Regions from separate parts of the Mus musculus genome. Here all the other regions are linked to region 3. A link is a contact called in public HiChIP or PLAC-seq data. All regions are on one chromosome and are shown on one strand. The core of a region is the stretch at or near the end of the contact, and the rest is flanking DNA. Distances in the headings are between cores, read along the strand shown. Region 1 has its middle 39 kb from the start of Gm33337. Region 2 has its middle 19 kb from the start of 1700064J06Rik. Region 3 holds the start of Dyrk2 (dual-specificity tyrosine-(Y)-phosphorylation regulated kinase 2).

What was found. HiChIP or PLAC-seq counts read pairs in DNA pulled down with a chosen protein or histone mark.
Region 1: a contact with region 3 is called in an H3K4me3 HiChIP or PLAC-seq map of neural tube, with 2.6 times the contacts expected there. The contact joins the enhancer-like site here to the promoter of Dyrk2 in region 3. A contact is called at or near these places in 2 of 39 promoter capture datasets (the C10 cell line and cranial neural crest), 1 of 15 datasets of contacts at CTCF or cohesin (pro-B cells), 2 of 484 Hi-C or Micro-C datasets (embryonic stem cells and olfactory sensory neurons) and 10 of 115 datasets of contacts at active chromatin or transcription factors (DN3 thymocytes, bone marrow-derived macrophages, differentiating embryonic stem cells and 6 more).
Region 2: a contact with region 3 is called in a FOXA1 HiChIP or PLAC-seq map of pancreatic cancer cells. The contact joins the enhancer-like site here to the promoter of Dyrk2 in region 3. A contact is called at or near these places in 1 of 484 Hi-C or Micro-C datasets (cortical neurons) and 4 of 115 datasets of contacts at active chromatin or transcription factors (embryonic stem cells, neural tube and pancreatic cancer cells).

Annotation. Positions count from the first base shown.
Region 1 is chr10:118,674,767-118,678,717 of GRCm38.p6, forward strand. No RefSeq gene overlaps it. Among named protein-coding and RNA genes, the nearest start is that of Gm33337, 39 kb to the right of the region's middle. Within about 2 kb of position 1,260, at least 46 of the 459 cell types and tissues checked have an H3K27ac peak or open chromatin away from gene starts, as enhancers often do. A contact at or near this core is called in neural tube, where this site is marked.
Region 2 is chr10:119,109,911-119,113,682 of GRCm38.p6, forward strand. No RefSeq gene overlaps it. Among named protein-coding and RNA genes, the nearest start is that of 1700064J06Rik, 19 kb to the left of the region's middle. Within about 2 kb of position 2,196, at least 22 of the 459 cell types and tissues checked have an H3K27ac peak or open chromatin away from gene starts, as enhancers often do. A contact at or near this core is called in pancreatic cancer cells, where this site is marked.
Region 3 is chr10:118,867,561-118,871,115 of GRCm38.p6, forward strand. Dyrk2 (dual-specificity tyrosine-(Y)-phosphorylation regulated kinase 2) reads right to left here and starts at 1,343. Exons shown (of 3, transcript NM_001014390.2): 1 at 1,161-1,343; 2 at 590-738. The coding sequence starts at 1,209.

The DNA of each region.
Region 1 (3,951 bases), core at 10-2,509, 190 kb before region 3:
TGGCAACAGAAACTGATTTTATAGAATTGGATATAATCCACAGAGTAACAGAGAAATAAAAGTTACATAAAATTAATATATATATATATGTATATATATATATATATATATATATATATATATATATATATATATATATATAATTCCCTGTTTCTCAATATTAAAAAAAGAGAAAGAACAGAACTCTAAAAGCCAAAAACATATCAAGGAGATTTCTGAAGATAAATCACGATGGGAAGTTGAGAGAAAAGTTGAAAGAGAAAAATAAACCTTAGTTGTCTAATTCATAAAGGCTTCACGGAAATCTAATGAGCTCTGGGGAAAATGATGAGTCCAAATGGGTGGCTCGTTTCTGCCAAGGATGAGCTGATCTTACATGTCCCAGGACTGGGGATGATTTAATCACTCCCACTGGTGAGATTTTTTAATGCAACTTTATTAATAATATTAGTGAATTCCAGGACCTCAAAGATTAGGTGAAGGTGTAAAAGCCAGGGAGAACAGTAATTCTAACACCGAGTAATGACAACTAGACCAGAATCTACCATCTGTCTGTTCAGGAATGGGAGATGCTGAAGACATCTGTCCTCAAGAAGCATTCATTCATCTTCTTCAAAGGTGAGGACATGTCTCTGAGACGCTTCACCCAGCAGCTGACTTAGACAGATGCAGACACCCACCGGGGACTCTTATGGAAGAATAGGGGGAAGGATTGCAGGTCCTGAAGGGAATAGGAATTCCCCAGGAAGACCAATAGAATCAACTAAGACCAACAGAATCAACTAACCTGGACCCTTGGGGCTGCCTTGTCTGGCCTCAGTGGGAGAGAATGAGGGTAGCCTCTCAGAGAATTGACAGGCCAGGGCAGGGAGATACCCATGGGGCCTCCCACCCACTCAGAGAAGGGGATGGAGATGGGGGAAGGATTGTGGGAGGGGGTGACCGGGAGGGGGCAGTGAGAGGGATGGAAAGCAAATAAGTAAAAAAAAATAAATTATTATTTTTTTAAAGGTGAGAGTGTGATTGCATGGTGTCTGCAGCTAACTCACACCAGGCTGCACAAGGCAAGGACAAAAAATCTTATTTTTCTAATGTGTTCCTTTACAACAAGAACCCCAGCCGCCCTTCAAATTTGTCTTCAGTGACACCACTGTGCCCTGAATATTAGTCATCTTGGCCACAGGAGGCAGCCCGCACACTCTATTATTCCTTGCATGCCCTTTGGAATTCCAGGAAACACACCAGTGTGTGCTACAAGGTCTGCTATTGGCCAAGGCCAGAAATAGCAGAAAGGCACAGCGCCCAATCGCACAGGCGGCAGCTGCTCAGTGCCTGCCCTTGCTTCCAGTCTCATCTCTGACTCCTTGATCCCTCAGCCTCAGTGTTAACCTCGGTACCCTGGAGATGAAACCAGTATTTATCTCACGCGTTTGTGTGACCAAAATCCTGTTTAAAACCTTATCACCGTACCGCAGCATCCCTGTGGAGTTTCAGTGTAAGGAACAACGGAGGAAAATCCCACAGGTCGCCTCAGCGTTGTCTGTCAACCCACACACTCCACGTGCAGTTAGAGCGCTCGGGGCTTCATTTCCATCAGCTCCGAAGCTGCACTTAGCTTAGGTGACATTTTACTCAAGTGAGCCGTCAGTTTAATTCTCTTGATTTATGAGTCCACTTACATTCCCCTTTGAGCACCCATTCTGAGCGGTGAGAGAAAAATCAGTGGATTTAGAGCCCTGCACACACTTCCCAGGTGACAGACACAGTCCCAAGGGGACCGGAGCAGCATTATGAGGTGCCTGGGGCGGGGCGGGGGGGGGGGGGGCGCCCAGTCCTTGCTTCCCGCAGCTGAGATCAGCCGCGATGTCTGGGGTTCCGGTTCATCAGCAAAGTTGACTGCTATGTTTCTTGACTCCCATCTAAAAGTTCCTTCAGATCCAGCTTTCTGGCAGCTTCCTGCGGACCTTGAAGGTCTCTCAGAGGTGCATCCGATCCTGCACCTTCGCAGGCCCCATGTTTGATGGGTGAGCCATTCCCCCCTCCAGGTAAGCCTCCCAACTTGCTCCTTTCTTCAGCTCTGAAAGGACAGAAAAACTGTTTCCGGACTTCTTACCTTCTTATCTGGATTGCTTTGCCTACTCTCATCTCCTGCAGACTCCAGCCATTTTGAAGCACACGTGCCCACATCTACCTTGCTTTATCTTTCCTTCTCCACTGCTCCTTTAGCCTGGAGGCCGTGTTGGCCCTAGTATCCCTAAACAGAGGAAATGCCACTGATATTGTGAAGAAGGGGGTGGGGGGAGGGGGAAAGCAAGGACATATCAAGAAAAGTCAAATTGCTTTCTCCATAATCTTGATGAGTCATAGCACCAGATAACAGATACCTAGCATCCCTCTAAGTGCTTCCTATGTGTTAACTCTTTAATCACCAGAACTGTTTTATCTGGAGAGAATTACTGAGCATATCCTTCTTAGATGGTACCCATCCACTATCATCACCACCACCACCAGCACCACCATCACTATCACCATCATCATCATCATTACTGTTACCACCACCGTCATCGTCATCCTCCTCATCGTCGTCATCGTCATCATATTAGGATATTTCATTCTCACGTTCTAGAGGGAAGATGGAGGCTCAAACAGGTTAAAGTAACTTGCCCAGGCCAGTGGGAGTGCCTACTGCCAATCTGGAAGTCAGTCCCACATGGGGTTGGTTTTAAATTCTGGGCCTCTATCCACCCTTTACCTTCATCTTCTCGGATATGCACCAAATAGTTGCTCTGGTCTCCCTTAGACTCTAATTGTAGCTTCACCGAATCAGCAGGGGTCCCCCAAATCTTCACCACCTGTCTGTATCCCTTGCCTCTTGTTTATCCACAGAACCTGCCTCCTGCACCTCTCTTTTATTTTGAATACCATTACCTCACTTAGGTGGTAACTGACTATTCCTCTGTGAACACTCTAGACGGTCTGTTGCCCATCTAAGAAAGAAAGACATGCCTTAATCAAAGATGTAGGGCCTAACTAAACAACTGCTGCCCGACTCAGTGGAGACCGCAGCCAAAATTTGAATCATCTGAGCCCTGGCGATCTCATCTCTACAGCAAGGATGGAGCCAGAAGTGATAGCACACACCTCAGCATTTGGCGAACTAAAGCAGGAGGTCCCTGAGAGTTCTGGGGCTAGCCTGAGCTACATACTGAGTTCTCAGCCAGCCTGGGCCAAGAGTGAAACTCTAACTCAAAAAACAAAAACAAAAACAAGTGAGCTGGAGAGATGGTTTAGAGAATAAAGCCCTTGATATGCCAAGTTGCCATCCAGAGGTTGAATCCTCAAAATCCACATAGAATGGTTGGATGGATGGATGGATGGATGGATGGATGGATGGATGGATGGATGAAAGCTGGACTTTTATGGCATGCTGCCTGTGCTCCTCCTGCTTAAGACACAGAGGGAATCCCAGGACAAGCTGGTTAGATGCTAAAAGAATAGAACTCCAGCTTCAGTGAGAGAGATCTTGCCTCACAACACAACACCAACATCTAGCTTCCACAAGCACACACATGTGCATGTCTACCTGTGCGCACTTGGGCTCACATGCAGGCAAATACGTATACACATGCATGTACGTCATTATCGTCTCACACACACACACACACACACACACACACACACACAATACATAAATAAACAAATCCAGGCTGATCCTAGAGCATATGGTAGGATAGATCACAACACCTGGCACACAGGAAGCCTAAATGAGAAAGTCAGCTCCATGTTTTACATGAGCCTTCGAAAATAAAGGTGCATTCTAACCAGCAATGACATGAACTTACGCTGTGCGCATCGAGTGAAACCTTCTATCGAGGTCCTGTGTCTCCGGCCGTAACAACTGCTTGGTAATGTGTGCCACGCAAGGAATATACTAAACCTGAGGCATTTTTT
Region 2 (3,772 bases), core at 946-3,445, 240 kb after region 3:
TCAGAATAGTTCAGACGTTATCAAACTCCAAGTGTTGGTCACAAATAAAATCCAAGTTGCACACCAACACAGGAGGAAAGTGGTCATTGGGCACACATCAATGGTGAGAGACCCCGGTGCGGTGCATACACAGCACTGCAGGCCTTCTTTCCTAAGCATGTATCACAAATGGCTGTTTTATGAATTTTTATGATGTTTTCCCTCTCTTATGTCTCCCACATAAGAGTATTAACCTCATGTATGATGTTTTTTTCCTTATCTTATGACTTCCAGATATGAGTATTAGCAACTCCATATTAAATCTTAATGTAGTTTAGTACTTGGGAAGTAGTTGGTACTGGATAAATGTGTCTGGTTAGTAAGAGGAGAGGGTGTAGTGCTTCGGATTTGTTGCTGATTTTAATCTGTGGTCCTCTCAACAAATTTATCAAGCTCAGTAAACCACCTGTCACTGCTACCCAACGGCGTGGATTGGATATGGAGAATGGGTAGAAGAATAGTGATTTTATATCACGCTTCCATGACAGGATGGGTAGATACTAAAAATCATGCAATTTTGTCCTTTAGAATACAAAAAATAAAAAGCAAAAAAGTGTCTTTTGGCAGTCTTCATTTTTAACCGTCCATTGTCACATACCACCGATTTGTTTCTTTTGGTGTTTATACTTGACGATAACAAAGCAACATTGTAAACTATACTTGACTGTAATAAAGCAACATTGTAACCATTACTGCTCTTATAGAAACAGAGCGTTCTTTTTCCCCACCTGCCTAGGAGCCCAGAGTCTTTGTCCCTAGCTGTTTTGCTGATAAAACGGAGAGAATGGGGCTGGCATTAAGCTGCCAGCTTGGCTTCTGGCAGCTTCTGGACCTCAGAGCATAATTCCCTCCCAAGTGGGTTATCAGAATCAACCACCCTGGGCTAATCAGAATTTCAAAGGATGCAGATCTCCAGTTTAATTTAAGAGGATTATTCTGAACCAGGTCTGAGGAGGACATTGGACGAGGACATTTGGGCCCCGTTTGCTCAGGGGCATCAGACGCAGCTGGAGGATTGAACTTTTCCAAGAAAGAAAAGAAAATGTAATACTGTGAAAAGTGGGGAGCAGCATGCTGCAAGTCTGAGCCCTTGCTCTAGGGTGGGGACCGAGGTGCTGTGGCTTTGATATTCTTCTCTGATGAAAGGGAAGAGACGGGACCAGGTGACTTCTTAGATGTCTTCCAGCTGTGAGATTCCCCAGGTCTAATCTCTGAGGCTCCTTCTTGCTGGAAAATTGAAGAACAGAAAGACTCAGATTCCTCCAGGTTGCAGGCTTCAGGAATATTAAGGAAGGAGCCCAGCGCCTGCTCTCTGCCCTCAGCGGGGTGCAGAAAGAGGTGGCAGAGGTTGTGGTTAGATGAAAGTCTGCATCTCCTGCCCACTGAGTTTAAATTTTCTTCTGGAAAATCTGAGGAACAGTGTTTCCTTCCTGCCCAGCTGTGCTGGCTCGTTTTGGGTTTTTTTTTTTTTTTTTTTTTTTGTTTGTTTTTTGGGTTTTTTTATGTCAACATAAACTAGAGTCCTTTTGGAAGAGGGAGTCTCAAATTGAGAGCATTCTCTCACCAGGTCAGCCTGGTGAAGAAAGCCCAGTTCCCCAGCCCCTGGGCAGGTGCTCCAGAGCAAAGCCTGCTAATCAACTCCTGGAAGCAAGCCAGTAAGCAACAGTCCCCCAGGAGTCTGCATCAGCTCCTGCCTCCAGGCTCCTGTCCTGGTCTCCTTCAGTAATGGACTGTGTGCGGTGTGGGGTGAAGCTGTAAGCCCTAATAAACCCCTTCCTCCCCATGTTGATTGGGTTATGACGTTTTATCAAAGCGAAAGAAATCCTGACCAAGACACCAGGAGTATTGTGAAGCTGAACTCCCTCAGGAAATCTCATGATCGATTCACTCTTCATTCCACAGAAGTAAGTGCAGATACCAATTTTGCTACTGTCATGAGTCATAATGTAAATATTTTTGGAGACAGAGGTTTGCTGAAGCGGTTGTGACCCACAGGTTGAGAACCACTGTATTTTTAGACAGTTCTCTTTAAACCCCTGTTTCTGGGTGCTCTTTGTTCATAGCAACATTTGAGAGCCACTCATAAGGCCAACTATACAATAGTATCAAAAGGTCTGTCTCAAAACAGGGGCTGGAGAGATGACTCAGCGGTTTGGAGCACACCCTGCTCTTGCAGAGAGCCCTGTTTCATTACATAGCACCCACCTGCTGACTCACAACCATCTGGAACATGTGTATTTACATATATGCAGGCAAGACACTCAGATGCATAAGATGAAAATTAACACACATATTTTTAAAACACATTAACATCTTTTGGTTTTATTTGTTTTGTTTTTGTTTTCTTAAAGATTTATTTATTTATTTATTTATTTATTTATTTAATGTATATGAGTACACTGTGACTCTCTTCAGTCACAGCAGAAGAGGGCATCTGATCCCATTACAGATGGCTGTGAGACACTATTCAGTTGCTAGGAATTGTACTCAGGACCTCTGGAAGAGCAGTCAGTGCTCTTAACCGCTGAGCCATCTCTCCAGCCCTTGTTTTACAAAGATATGCCCGCCTCTCCTTTCCAAGTGCTAGGATCGAAGGTGTATACCACTATGCAAGGCTATATTAACATGTTAACTTTAAAGATTTTCTAAAAAGAAGATATACAGGAAATATTTTCTTATTAAAAGTCAAAATTATCCAAGAATAGATGTGAGGAAATATTCAATTTTATAAAATTTAGGAGTTTGTTCTTTCTTTCTTCCTTCCTTCCTTTCTTTCTCTCTCTCTCTCTCTCTCTCTCTCTCTCTCTCTCTCTCTCTCTCTCTCTCTCTCTCTCTTTCTTTCTTTCCTTCTTTTTGGGGGGTTGGTTTGGTTTGGTTTGGTTTTTTTTCGAGACAGGGTTTCTCTGTGTAGCCCTGCCTGTCCTGGAACTCACTCTGTAGACCAGGCTAGCCTCAAACTCAGAAATTTGCCTGCCTCGGCCTCCCAAGTGCTGGGATCAAAGGAGTGTGCCACCACGCCCGGCTATATTCTATTTTTAATTGTAGTTAAATTTGTTTTTTTTTCTGGCCCCCAAATGATTTATTTATTATTATATGTAAGTATACTGTAGCAGTCTTTAGCCACTCTAGAAGAGGGTGTCAGATCTCATTAAGGATGGTTGTGAGCCACCATGTAGTTGCTGGGATTTGAACTCAGGACCTTCCGAAGAGCAGTCAGTGCTCTTACCTGCTGAGCCATCTCTCCATCCCTAAATTTGATTATTAAAATTAGTGGTTTTGCCTTCAGATAGCTGAAATTATATATATGTAAAGTATACAACTTGATGATTATATATGTATATTGGGGAGGGAGTCACCAGAAATATCCGATTAGTACATCTGCACACAATTGCCGCCATGAGTATTCTTGAGTGTGTGCATGCTCGAGTGCTCGCTGCAGCGCACACACATACATGTGCAGTGTGTGAACTATGTTCACAGGATTGTGTGTTTGATCTCCAGAGCTTGCATCCTTCATAACTGAACCTTGTACTGTTGACTCTCATGTCCCACTTCTGCCTTGCCCCACCTGTAGAGAACACCATTCTGCGGGATTTTGACAGTGAGTTAAGATCACATCAGGCTGGTATTTCTGCACCAGGATTATTTCACTTAACACTGCACTCCCAACCTTCCTAACGCTGCGACACTTTAATACAGTTCCTCATGTTGTAGTGATTCCCCAACTATTAAA
Region 3 (3,555 bases), core at 93-2,592:
TTGAGCAATATCCACGTTGAGAATCCTGCGGGGGGGGGGGGGTTGTTTTGTTTTGACTACTGCTGTAGCTCTTATTTTTGTTAATGTTAATTACAATTTCTGCTGTGCTCAAACCTGTAGCTCTCATAAAACATGCTTACACACGCGGGGGACAATTGGCGGGTGCTCCCTGCTGGCTGGAGCCAGGCCTCGGAGGCTCTTTGGGGGATCGATTTTCCGGGCAGGGTAGGCTAGCTGTCCCCTAACACATACGTTTCTATAAATATCCACTACCCCTGGGGTTGGGAGTAGATGTTTACCGGGTCGGGGGGGAAGGGAGCTCTGAGAAGCAGAGATGAAAAAAGGGGGAGGGGGCGCAAGGAGGAAGTTCCCAGGAAAAGGAGCCTGGGGTGGGCGAGCACCAGAGGGAAGCAAGGGGCCCACGCCACGAATCTCCTTTGTGGCAGCAGCTCGGGGCTCGCCCAAGTTGCAGAGGGCGGCGTCGAGGACAGGCCCCTGCTAGGGGCGTGGAGATTCGGCCCTCTCTTCCCACAGTCGGAACCCAACAAGCCAGGGGTCTGCCTGGCGCCCACCCGAAGCCAGGTCTCACCGTGTGGGCTGTAGTGGTAGCGTTGCTGGCCCGGAGAGGCGGCAGGGCGATGGGGGAGGGCGGGCCGGTCCCCACTCCGCTTCGGGGAGCCCCCGCGCCGATCCCCGGGGAAGCCTGAAGCTGGCGAACGGCGGTGTCCCCTCCTCGGCCTGGGAGCCACGCGCGGGAGGAGACAAAAGAGGGTCAGGGTGGGGGAAGAGAGCCACCCAGACCCCCCGCCCCCGCCCCGGTGGGCAGCGAACCCCCTCTTCTAGGGAGAAGATGGAAGGAGACACCCGGCCCGGGAAAAGCCGGCGGCGTGCGGGAAACAAGGGGGGTCGGGACGCGACTCCCCAGCGCGCACCCGCCAGCTGCAAAGTTAAGTTCGCGACCCGGCGGGGAGCAGTGCTGGGCCGGAGCTCCGGAGCCCACGTCGCCGGGCCGGGGGAGGGGAGGGCGGGCCACCGAGAAGGCGCAGCGGCGGGGTCGCGCTCCGGATGGCCCTCGCTCGACCCGCCGGGTTCGGGGATCCCGGGGCACCAACGCGCGCAGCCCGCGCCCCACGCCGCCGACAGGGTCCCGGGGCCCTTACCGGTCGGGTAGGCGGCGGGAGCGGCGGCCGAAGGTTTCCTGGTTAACATGGCCGCGGGAGAGGAACGTGCATGGCAGTGCTGCCCTCGCCGCCGGTCCCGCCGCTACTCCTCGCCGCCGCCGCCGCCGCCTCCTGGTCGCCCCTCACGCGGGTCACCCGCGCCTCGTCGCCGCCTCGCTCCCGCTACAGCCAGACACACGCAGTCCGCTGCATCCCCTCGGCCCGGACCCGCCGCCGCGAGCCCCCCGCTCTCCTCCTCGCCGCCGCCGTCCCCCTCGTCCTCGGGCGGCTGCTGTACCCCCCGGCCCGTGCACATGCCTCGCCCTCCCCTGCCGCACCGCTGGCCTCCCCGACTCCCTCACATCGGGGCCGCGGGGAGCGGGTTGCGGCCGCCGGGACCCACTCGCTCGGGAGCCTCCTCCCGGGCCCGCGCGCGTCCGCGCACACTCGCACACACGCTCGCCCCCGCGGCTCGCGCCCGAGAAGGCCAGCCCCGCCCCCGCCGAGGCCCCGCCCCGGACTCCCCCCACCCCCCACCCCCGGCCCCAGCCACACAGGCTGGCGGCCACCCCACCCCCACCCGCCACCCCGGGAGTCCCACCCCCTCCGATCTTCCGCAGAGCCGCCCTCCGCTCCCAGGAAAACTGCGACTCCGGCTCGCCCTGTGCCTCCCCTACGGCCATCTGCCCTCTACCCGGGTCCCCCTCGCCCCTGCGACGCCCCTCCCGGCACTACCGCGCAACCTACCGCGGCCGGCCTCCTCCCGAAATTGCTGCAGAGACCACTCCCTCTTCCATCACGCCCCTAAACACCGCTCCTAATGGCTGCTCCCAGACAATACTGCGGCCCCCCACCCCTGGCCCCGACCCTAGTCCCTGTCCCTGTCCCAGTGGCCCAGCCAGCCCCTCTCCCCAGTTTATCATGGAGAGAACTTAGTTGTATGAGGGTCACCTCGGAAAGTCAGGCTCCGAGGAGGGACTGCGGCTGAGCCTGGTGACCCAAGCATGGACGAAGGAAGGGGCTGCCCTTCCACCTTCATTTCAGCCACGCACGCCCTCCCTGATTCACTGACACCGAGTGACCGCTGCCCTCCAGTCGCTAGGACAAGGGGAGGCAGACAGGCGCCTGTGGACCGCAGCTGAGGTAGCAGTTGGCTGTGGGTTGCTAGGCAAAAATAAACATCAGAGACACCTCCCATTTCCTTACAACTCCAAGCCTTTCCCCGGCGCGGCGCGGCCACTGAGACAGACACACCTTCCTTTCAGCTCTCTGCTGCACTGGTGCGACACCTCTGATTCCTCACATCCTCGGAGGAAAAGATTCCTTTTCCCTTTCCCTTCCCAGACACGTGGAGAATTTCCCCGCCCTTTTCATTTGTGGTCTATAGCCTCTGTTTCCCAGAAAGAACAAAAATTTTCTTCTCTGTCGTCGCACACCTTATGCTTTGTCGCGCGTGGCACACTTGTGCACCTTTGTCCACTTGGACAGCCAGGTGTGGAGGGAAAGCTTCAAAAAATCCCAGCAGATAGGGAAGAAAGTTGGACCGCATCCAGGCATGCACTTCCTTCCTGGGAGGTGCCTAATTTCTGAAGTGCTCCTGGAGTCCCGGGTCCATTTTTTACTGTCCTGTTCATTGTGTCTGTCCCCAGGTCCCCGAGAGTGCTGGCCCCAGCTAGAGCAGACTTCAGTCCAGAGGGAGCTACCTCCTGCTGTTCTGTGGGCTCTGCTGTTTGCAAATTGTCATAGCAACCTCCTACAAAGATCACCTCAGCTTTATCCAAATGCCAAAGGGACCGGCCCACATTACAGTGTGACCCTCTAGGGCGCCTACAGAGTAATAAGAGGAGGGCACACTCCACCCTCGAAGAGAATGAGAGACAGAGACAGACAGAGAGGAGAGAGGCAAGCAGACAGGCAGAGACACACAGAGAGACAGAGACAGACTAATTTCCTTCCGTTTGGGGGTCCTTTTACAAGAAAATAGGGCCACGGTACAATATTAATAATCGGCTCATGCCATGACCTAAATTGCCCCTAGCAAGAAATCCCTCCCTGCGCTTATCGCCTGCAAACTCACTCGGGAAGGCTGGAGTAGCATTCAGAATTAACCAACAGAAAGGGGATACTAAGGAGCAGCTACATGGCTACAATGTATCTGAGATCCTCGGAGTGGTCTCGCTATTGCTATGCTCGCAGCCTGTGCGCTTTCAAGAAAATTCAGGCAGTTTTCCCCCTTACTCTTTCTAAACAATTATCTCCTTCCCATCTTATTTTTTGAATACTCCATACGACTGATGTTTGAAAAGAATACTGTTCTTAAATATCAATTCCAGTATCAACTTATTTCAAATACCATTGCTTCAAAATTAAATAAATAATAAGAAAAATCATAAAT